Linked DNA regions of Mus musculus: region 1 is linked to region 2. The links are chromatin contacts, called in public HiChIP or PLAC-seq maps. All regions are on one chromosome and are shown on one strand. The core of a region is the stretch at or near the end of the contact, and the rest is flanking DNA. Distances in the headings are between cores, read along the strand shown. Region 1 overlaps Wwtr1 (WW domain containing transcription regulator 1). Region 2 has its middle 81 kb from the start of Gm22269.

Region 1 (3,364 bases), core at 214-2,713, 580 kb before region 2:
GCTATGTGAGTTTATATAGATTGCATGAGTGAAGAAGGTGTCTGTGAAGTCCACAGGAGGATGCCATATCTGCGGAAACTGTAGTTATAGGGAATTGTGAGCAACCATGTAGGTGTTGGGAACCTAACCAGGGTCCTCTGCAAGAACAGCAGCTAATGCTCTTAACCATACAGTCACCTGCCCAACCCCCTCGTAGCCCCAATTCACCTTCCTCTAGTTTTATGCTCTGGCCCCTGCTTCATCAGGTCCTTTGAGAATGGCTCTCATGCCTGAGGTACCTGCCATTGTTTGGAAAAGATAGAGAGGGTGCATGTCTTATTCAGAACAAGATGGGCTACTTCTTTCAAGGGATTTACTTAAAGGTTGTCTCCCTGAGCTAAATTTCTAAAATCTACTTGTATATTTCTTGAGATTATGCTACAATTGTATCATTTCCTTCTCCCTTCATCCCTTCAAATCCTCCTCCCGCACACGCGCCCCCATTAAATTCGTGGCCTGGAACTTTCTATGTAAATAGGGCTGGCCTCCAAGTCACAAATCTGTCTGCCTGCACGTGCCTCCTGAGGGCTGGGCTTGACGGCATGGAGCACCACCCTGGCTGTATATTTGGGGTTTGTACACGAAGCCTGAAATATTAGCGCCCCCCCCCCATTAGTTGGATGAGAAATGAAATGTTAGTTTGGCCCTAACTCTATTTGTAGGTTGTTGCTCATAACAATTCCTCTGGCTGAAGAAGTTAGTCGTTATTGTGGAAATTATAAAGAACCCTTGAGGATGTAGCTTCAGATTTTAGGTAAAATTTCCTGCACATGCAGATCAACCATTGTAAAAAAAGTATTTTAAAGTAAGGTTTTCGCCAGGCAGTGGTGGCGCACGCCTTTAATCCCAGCACTCAGGAGGCAGAGGCAGGCGGATTTCTGAGTTCGAGGCCAGCCTGGTCTACAGAGTGAGTTCCAGGACATCCAGGGCTATACAGAGAAACCCTGTCTCGGAAAACAAACAAAATAAAATTAACGTTTTTGGATACATATAATTTTATATTTACAGTCACTGGTCTTTAGAGAGAAGCGAAAATATTTTTTTTTCTAAAAATAAAGAAATAAATCCAAACAGTTTCTACCTCCACACTCTTTGTGGGAGGTGAATGAAAAGCTCAGTTGGGTCTGTAAGTCTAGAGTCCCTTGCGCCAGGCTAGTGGGCCAGGCCCGGCTTCAGCTCCTTTGCAGTCCGTTGATCTATGCTCATGCATGCGCTGTGAGATGGTCACTTTCCGACTAACCATATTTTGTGTAGGAGATGCTGATAGAAGACTATCATTAACTCTGTCCTTCCTACCACTAGATTGTGACCCTTTGTAGTTAAACAGAATTTAGACACGAAGTGAGAATGGACATCTCTTACAGGGAGGCTTCTGGGCCTCTTGGTCTCTATCTCGGCCCTGCAAAAGGAAGGCTTAGTCATGGAGTCATTAACCATTCTTGTTACCTCAGGCTTAGGCACCATGAGTCAGCTTCCCCTCGCTTGCTCTGCTTCAGAGGTTTCCTGATTTACATGTAAACTCCTGTTCACCTGCCCAGCAGGGCTCAGGCATGTGAGCAGGGCTCAGGCATGTGACCAGGGCATCACCTGGAGTGGCAGTCCTGGGCCCTGGTTTACATAGAGCCTAGCAGGACTGCAGAGAGAGCAAGGGGGAAATTCTTACCATCCTGTTATTTCTGTCCTCAGATGAATGCATAATACAAAAGGGAGTGGAAAATTTTAGAATTTTTTATCTGATGCTATTACCTAAGTAGTTTTATTTTCTTATATTACTGATGCTCATTTTCAGAGCTAGAGGAAGAAACAAAACTTCAGGCCAATTTTATATGTTATTTTGAGGAGACTACTCCTTTTATAAGTAGCCTTTCCTCAAATATCATCCTTTAAGTTATTGTAAAAATAGCAAAATAATGAAATGGGATTTAAAATAAAAAATAAAAAAAAAACCGTGTGTGTGTGTGTGTGTGTGTGTGTGTGTGTGTGCGTGTGTGAACCCTGCCACAGGCTAGGTGAGTACTTTGCCTGTGAAGCTGGAAATTTCTTTGGGGGTTAAGGTGGGCAGGTTCTGCAGCCCAGCAAACAGTGATCTTCAGCATCTTTTCTTGCAAGGCTTTAGTAGCCTCAGGGAGTAGGCAGGAGACATGGGTGCATGGGCTTGTGTTTGTGACCCGGAGGAGCCCCGCCCCCCCTAAGATCAAAGGCACTTATTTTAGTTTGGGAAAGATATGAAACCTTTTTTTTTTTTTTTTTTTTTTTTTGAAAAATAAACACTAACATTCATTAAATAAGGCTAAGTACGGTGGTACATACCTGTGATCCTAGCCCTCAGAAGTCTGAGGCAGGAGAATTCATAGTTTGAGGCAGGTTTGGGCTGCCTAGTGAGAAAGACTCTTATCTCAAAACAGAACAAAACAAAAAGAAAAGAGAAACTGGGAGGCCGAGGCCTTTGCTGCCTTCAGACTTGATAATGGTGTAGGAGTTGGGAAACACCTTTTCTTTTCCTTGAGCTGTTCTTTGAACTATTTGGCAGAGATAACTGCAAGACTGTGTCATCTCATTGGAATTTTTCTTGGTACTGTTTGAAATAGATACACTCCTTCTAAATAACCATTTTTCCCCCCAGCCTCTGAAAATTCACATTGTCTCTGCTCTTGTGAGGGTTATACACATTCTGCCAGCTGGGGAAGACACTGGCAAGAATGGGCTTGTCGCCTGAGGTACTGAAGCGTACCAGTGGCCAACGTTGACTCCAGTGGCAGTGTCTTAGAATTTGCTCATTTGGTTTTCTTTGCTGCGGAGGGTGCAGCTCATAAAAAGCTTCTCCAAACTGTCTTAACCGTAGGCCTTTACCACAAACATGGCTCAGGGGATATGAAAAAGCAAGGAGAACCTGACCTGGGCGTGAAACCTTTGTAAATCTCATAGATGACAAGCTCACGTGGCCTCAAGGGCTATGCAACATGGATGTCTCCAGTTGGCTTGACATCACATTTGACACTTGTGGTCTGAGAGTGCCCTCTCTAGCCACAGTGCTTCTCCTTAGGCTGTTACGGTGAATTCCCTTTTCCCGGCTTAGCTGTAAGGCACCTGTCATGTGTTTCTCTCTCAAGCCTCTTCACCTTTATGAGCATCAGGAAGATGGTATTGACATCAAATTTTTGGGTTCATCTGCTTCATTTCATTGCTTGGCATAAATATGGGGTTGACTTCCTCACATATGACTCCTTACCCCCAACAGTGAAAATGAGGGTAAGTGGTTTTTAAATTTGGATTGTAGTCAAGAAGAAGGTGAACAATAAAAGTTCTTGCCAGATAAAATACTGAT
Region 2 (3,547 bases), core at 236-2,735:
TACTTTATTTCTCCATATACTCTGATTGTTTACTGGGTCTAGGAGTCAGGACTGGCATATGTGGTTCCTTGGAATCTATAGAATAGTTGTCTAGACCATTCTTCATTTAAAAGTTTCCATTGAGAAGACCGGTATCATTCTAATAGGTCTGCCTTATATGTTACTTGGTCTTATCACCTTGTAGCTTTTAATATTATATTTTTGTTCTGTACATTTGCTGCTTCATTATTATATGCCAGGGAGACTTTATTTTCTGGTCCTGTCTATTTGGTGTTCTGTAAGCTTCTTGAAACTTGATAGGCTTCTCCTTTAGGTTAGAAAAACTTTTATCTATGATTTTGCTGAAAATATTTTCTGTGTCTTTGACCTGGATTTTTTTCTCCTTCCCATAGTCCTATTATCCTTAGATTTGGTCTTTTCATGGTGTCCCAGATTTCCTGAATTTTTTGTGCCCAAGGTTCCTTAGATTTAATATTTTTCTTTGACTGAGGTCCCCATTTTTTATGTCATGTCTTTAATGCCTGAGAGTCTCTCTTCCATCTCTTGTATTCTGTTGCTGAGCTTGCTTCAGAGGTTTTTGTTCAAGTTCCTAAATGTTTATTTTCTAGATTCTCTCAGTTTGAGTTTTCTTTATTGTTTCTATTTCCACTTTCAATTCTTGAACTGTTTATTCATTTCCTTCTATTCTTTGTGTTTTAATAGCTTTTTTTTTACAGAATTAATTAATTTCTTCTTCAAAACCCTCTACATATTAATAAATATCTTTGTCTTGTGCTTCAGCTATGTTGTAATACTCAGGGCCTACTGGGGTAAAGTTGATGTTCTCTAGAAAAGACATATTGTCTTGACCATTATTGATTCTGTATTTATACTGGCCTCCAGGGATCTGGGTTTGAGAATATTATAATTCTAGGTGCTGGTTGCCTTTGTTGGGTGGAAGTTTTGTACCTTGGTTTGTGTTACCTTCTCTTGTTCTTAGAAAAGTATGGTGACTCTGTATTGTCTCAAAGTAAATTGTTATGTGATCATTATAGGTATGGCCACTGGAGGTTTCATTTAAAGTTTGTTTCTAAATATTGGAAACTGACAGTTAGGAATTGGGATGGGATTTGGTGAGAAGTGGGAAGGGCATGGCTGAATATATCCACCAGTGGGAAGAAGGCAAAATGTTACACCAGGATCTATTTAGATACCTGAGGATGGGAGAAGAAAATAAAGAAAGGCCATACAAGGTGTTCTGTTACAGAGCTGAGCTGAGACTGCAGGTGCAGTTCCACTTGTGTTATAAACAGACACTGTGGTTATGATTGAGACTTATGCATTATTGGTGGCTATTTCATTTTTGAGAAGTACATTTTGCCAATTTATATGTAGTAGGCTTAAAAAAATCACTAGCTGCTTACTTTGTTTAAAGACACCAAATTATACATCCAAAATAAGTGCCTGTCCTGGGAGAGACCATCTTGGCCATGCCATCCTGCACCTAGAGAATTCTGAACTGCTGCTCTTCACCCTCCTTTGACCCAAGTTTTAAACATAATGTATCTTGGTGATGCCAAGTCTTTTAGGGGCTGCAGAGATTGATTGAAAGTTAACAAAATACACAACACTCTGCCCACCCTGCATTAGAAAAAGCTCCCAATAAGAACATCTTCTTGAATGAGACCCTTCTAAGCAACATTGCAAACACTGGGCAGGAAGTTTCTGAGCAGTAAAGATACCAACTATATGAGTCATACAAAACAAACACACACTTAGAAGAGAAACTCAGTATTCCACAGCTGTGCAATATAAAGTGGACAGTGACTTGAATTGTCTAGCTGTATGAAGTTGGTACCTCAAGTTTTTAATTTAATTTAAAAGGTTGTGTATGGTTTCCTGAATGTGTGTATGTGTCTTCCAAAGAGACCAAAAGAATGTGAGTCTTCATGTGGGTGCTGGGTATTGAACCCAAGTTCTCTGCAAGAGCAGCCTGTTCCTTTAACCTCTGAGTCACATCTGCAGTCCAAAGGCTTTATTTAATAATAGTATTAAATATATTACTGCCATATCATCTAACTATTATGATTGTCATTATGAAAAGTGAGTCTCATGGAGGCTCAGCTTTGAATTCACAAACTAAAGATGATTACAATGTCACATGTCCAAGGACGCCTTATTTTCCACCTCTTATTCCTAAGCAGACCATCTGGTATTAAGTGGTCAAATGTCATCAAGTCCTCTAAGGTTTTCTAAATAAACAAATACAGATATTTATAAAAGGTTTGCAGTAAAACTTTCAAATAAATACAGATATACATATAAAATTTATATCACATATATTTATCATATACAAATATATATGGTAACAAGAATTATGCATTTATCCAGTAGTGTGTGTGTGTGTGTGTGTGTGTGTGTGTGTGTGTGTGTGTGTGTGTGTGTGCATGTGTGTGTGTGGTTTATGTATACCATATGACAAGGTCATTGGATTTTCAAGTATGGTTTTGAGTGGGATGGTACATTCTCTGTGAGCTTTGTCATCTCTAAAATGGAATTAATGATATCAATCCCATTATGTCATGAGAACTGGCCAAACTTATCTTTGTAAAGTTCTTGACTGCTTGACACATCATCAGTATTCAAGCCATGGCTCTCTTCAAGCCAGTAGCTCTCTTCCTTTACTTTAGGTAATTGGGGAATAGAGAGAAATGGGATATCATATGTGACCACAAGCCACAGGCTCTAAAGATTTACACAAATTTAACCTGTTTTTATAGGTGATATTGTGAGCAGAGTAGGAAAAAACCAAGAAATTTAATCATTTTGAGAACAATGAAGTACGACTTTCAGTTGTTCAACGCTTTAAATGTGTAATCTGAAACAAAGGATCCTAATTTAAGCCAATTCAGCTTCTTTATATGGATATATCTTTATATGTCTCTGTTGTGGATAAGCCTGGTGCTGTTCTTGTGAACCAATCCCCTAATGAATAAAGGAGCCAATCACTGGGCTAGTAGGAGGGACTTTCAGATTGGACAGAGGAAGAGAGGAAGCAGGAGAGAGTTAGGTTCTTTTTGGATGGAGATAGCATGAGGGCAAGATGTAGCTATGAGTGTCTCCTGTTTTTAGTGGCAGATCTATCAGGATTAGCCACCAGAGGATTTAGATTTAATAAGGATTACAAGATTAGAATTTTAGTTGTTGCACCGAGCGATTGAATTACCATCACTTCTGAACTAAGTTTGTGTTGTGTTTTCTTTCATGCAGCAGCTCATCTGGGTTCAAAAGAGAAAGATACAGGGCAATTCGTGGGTTGGGGTGGGGGAGATTTGAAGCGTGGGTTTGGCGTAGTAACGACCCACCAGTGGGGACCTAGAGAGCTAGGTGGAGACCTTTCAGGAGCTCCAGGTCAGAGAGTTTCCACAAGATAAAGACAGGTCAGCCATTGCCCGGCCAGTGCATGGCTAGCCAGCCGCCCCTGGGGCTGAGAGTTGCAGATACAACCACGGCAATGTGCCTCTCGTTTTTAATATTTCCCACAACATGTTTCGACTCAGCTATCCAT

What was found. HiChIP or PLAC-seq counts read pairs in DNA pulled down with a chosen protein or histone mark.
Region 1: a FOXA1 HiChIP or PLAC-seq map of pancreatic cancer cells shows a contact between it and region 2. The contact joins two enhancer-like sites.

Annotation. Positions count from the first base shown.
Region 1 is chr3:57,553,945-57,557,308 of GRCm38.p6, reverse strand. The region is part of intron 2 of Wwtr1 (WW domain containing transcription regulator 1); the gene reads left to right. Among named protein-coding and RNA genes, the nearest start is that of Wwtr1, 20 kb to the left of the region's middle. Within about 2 kb of position 1,463, at least 82 of the 459 cell types and tissues checked have an H3K27ac peak or open chromatin away from gene starts, as enhancers often do. A contact at or near this core is called in pancreatic cancer cells, where this site is marked.
Region 2 is chr3:56,971,234-56,974,780 of GRCm38.p6, reverse strand. No RefSeq gene overlaps it. Among named protein-coding and RNA genes, the nearest start is that of Gm22269, 81 kb to the left of the region's middle. Within about 2 kb of position 1,485, at least 11 of the 459 cell types and tissues checked have an H3K27ac peak or open chromatin away from gene starts, as enhancers often do. A contact at or near this core is called in pancreatic cancer cells, where this site is marked.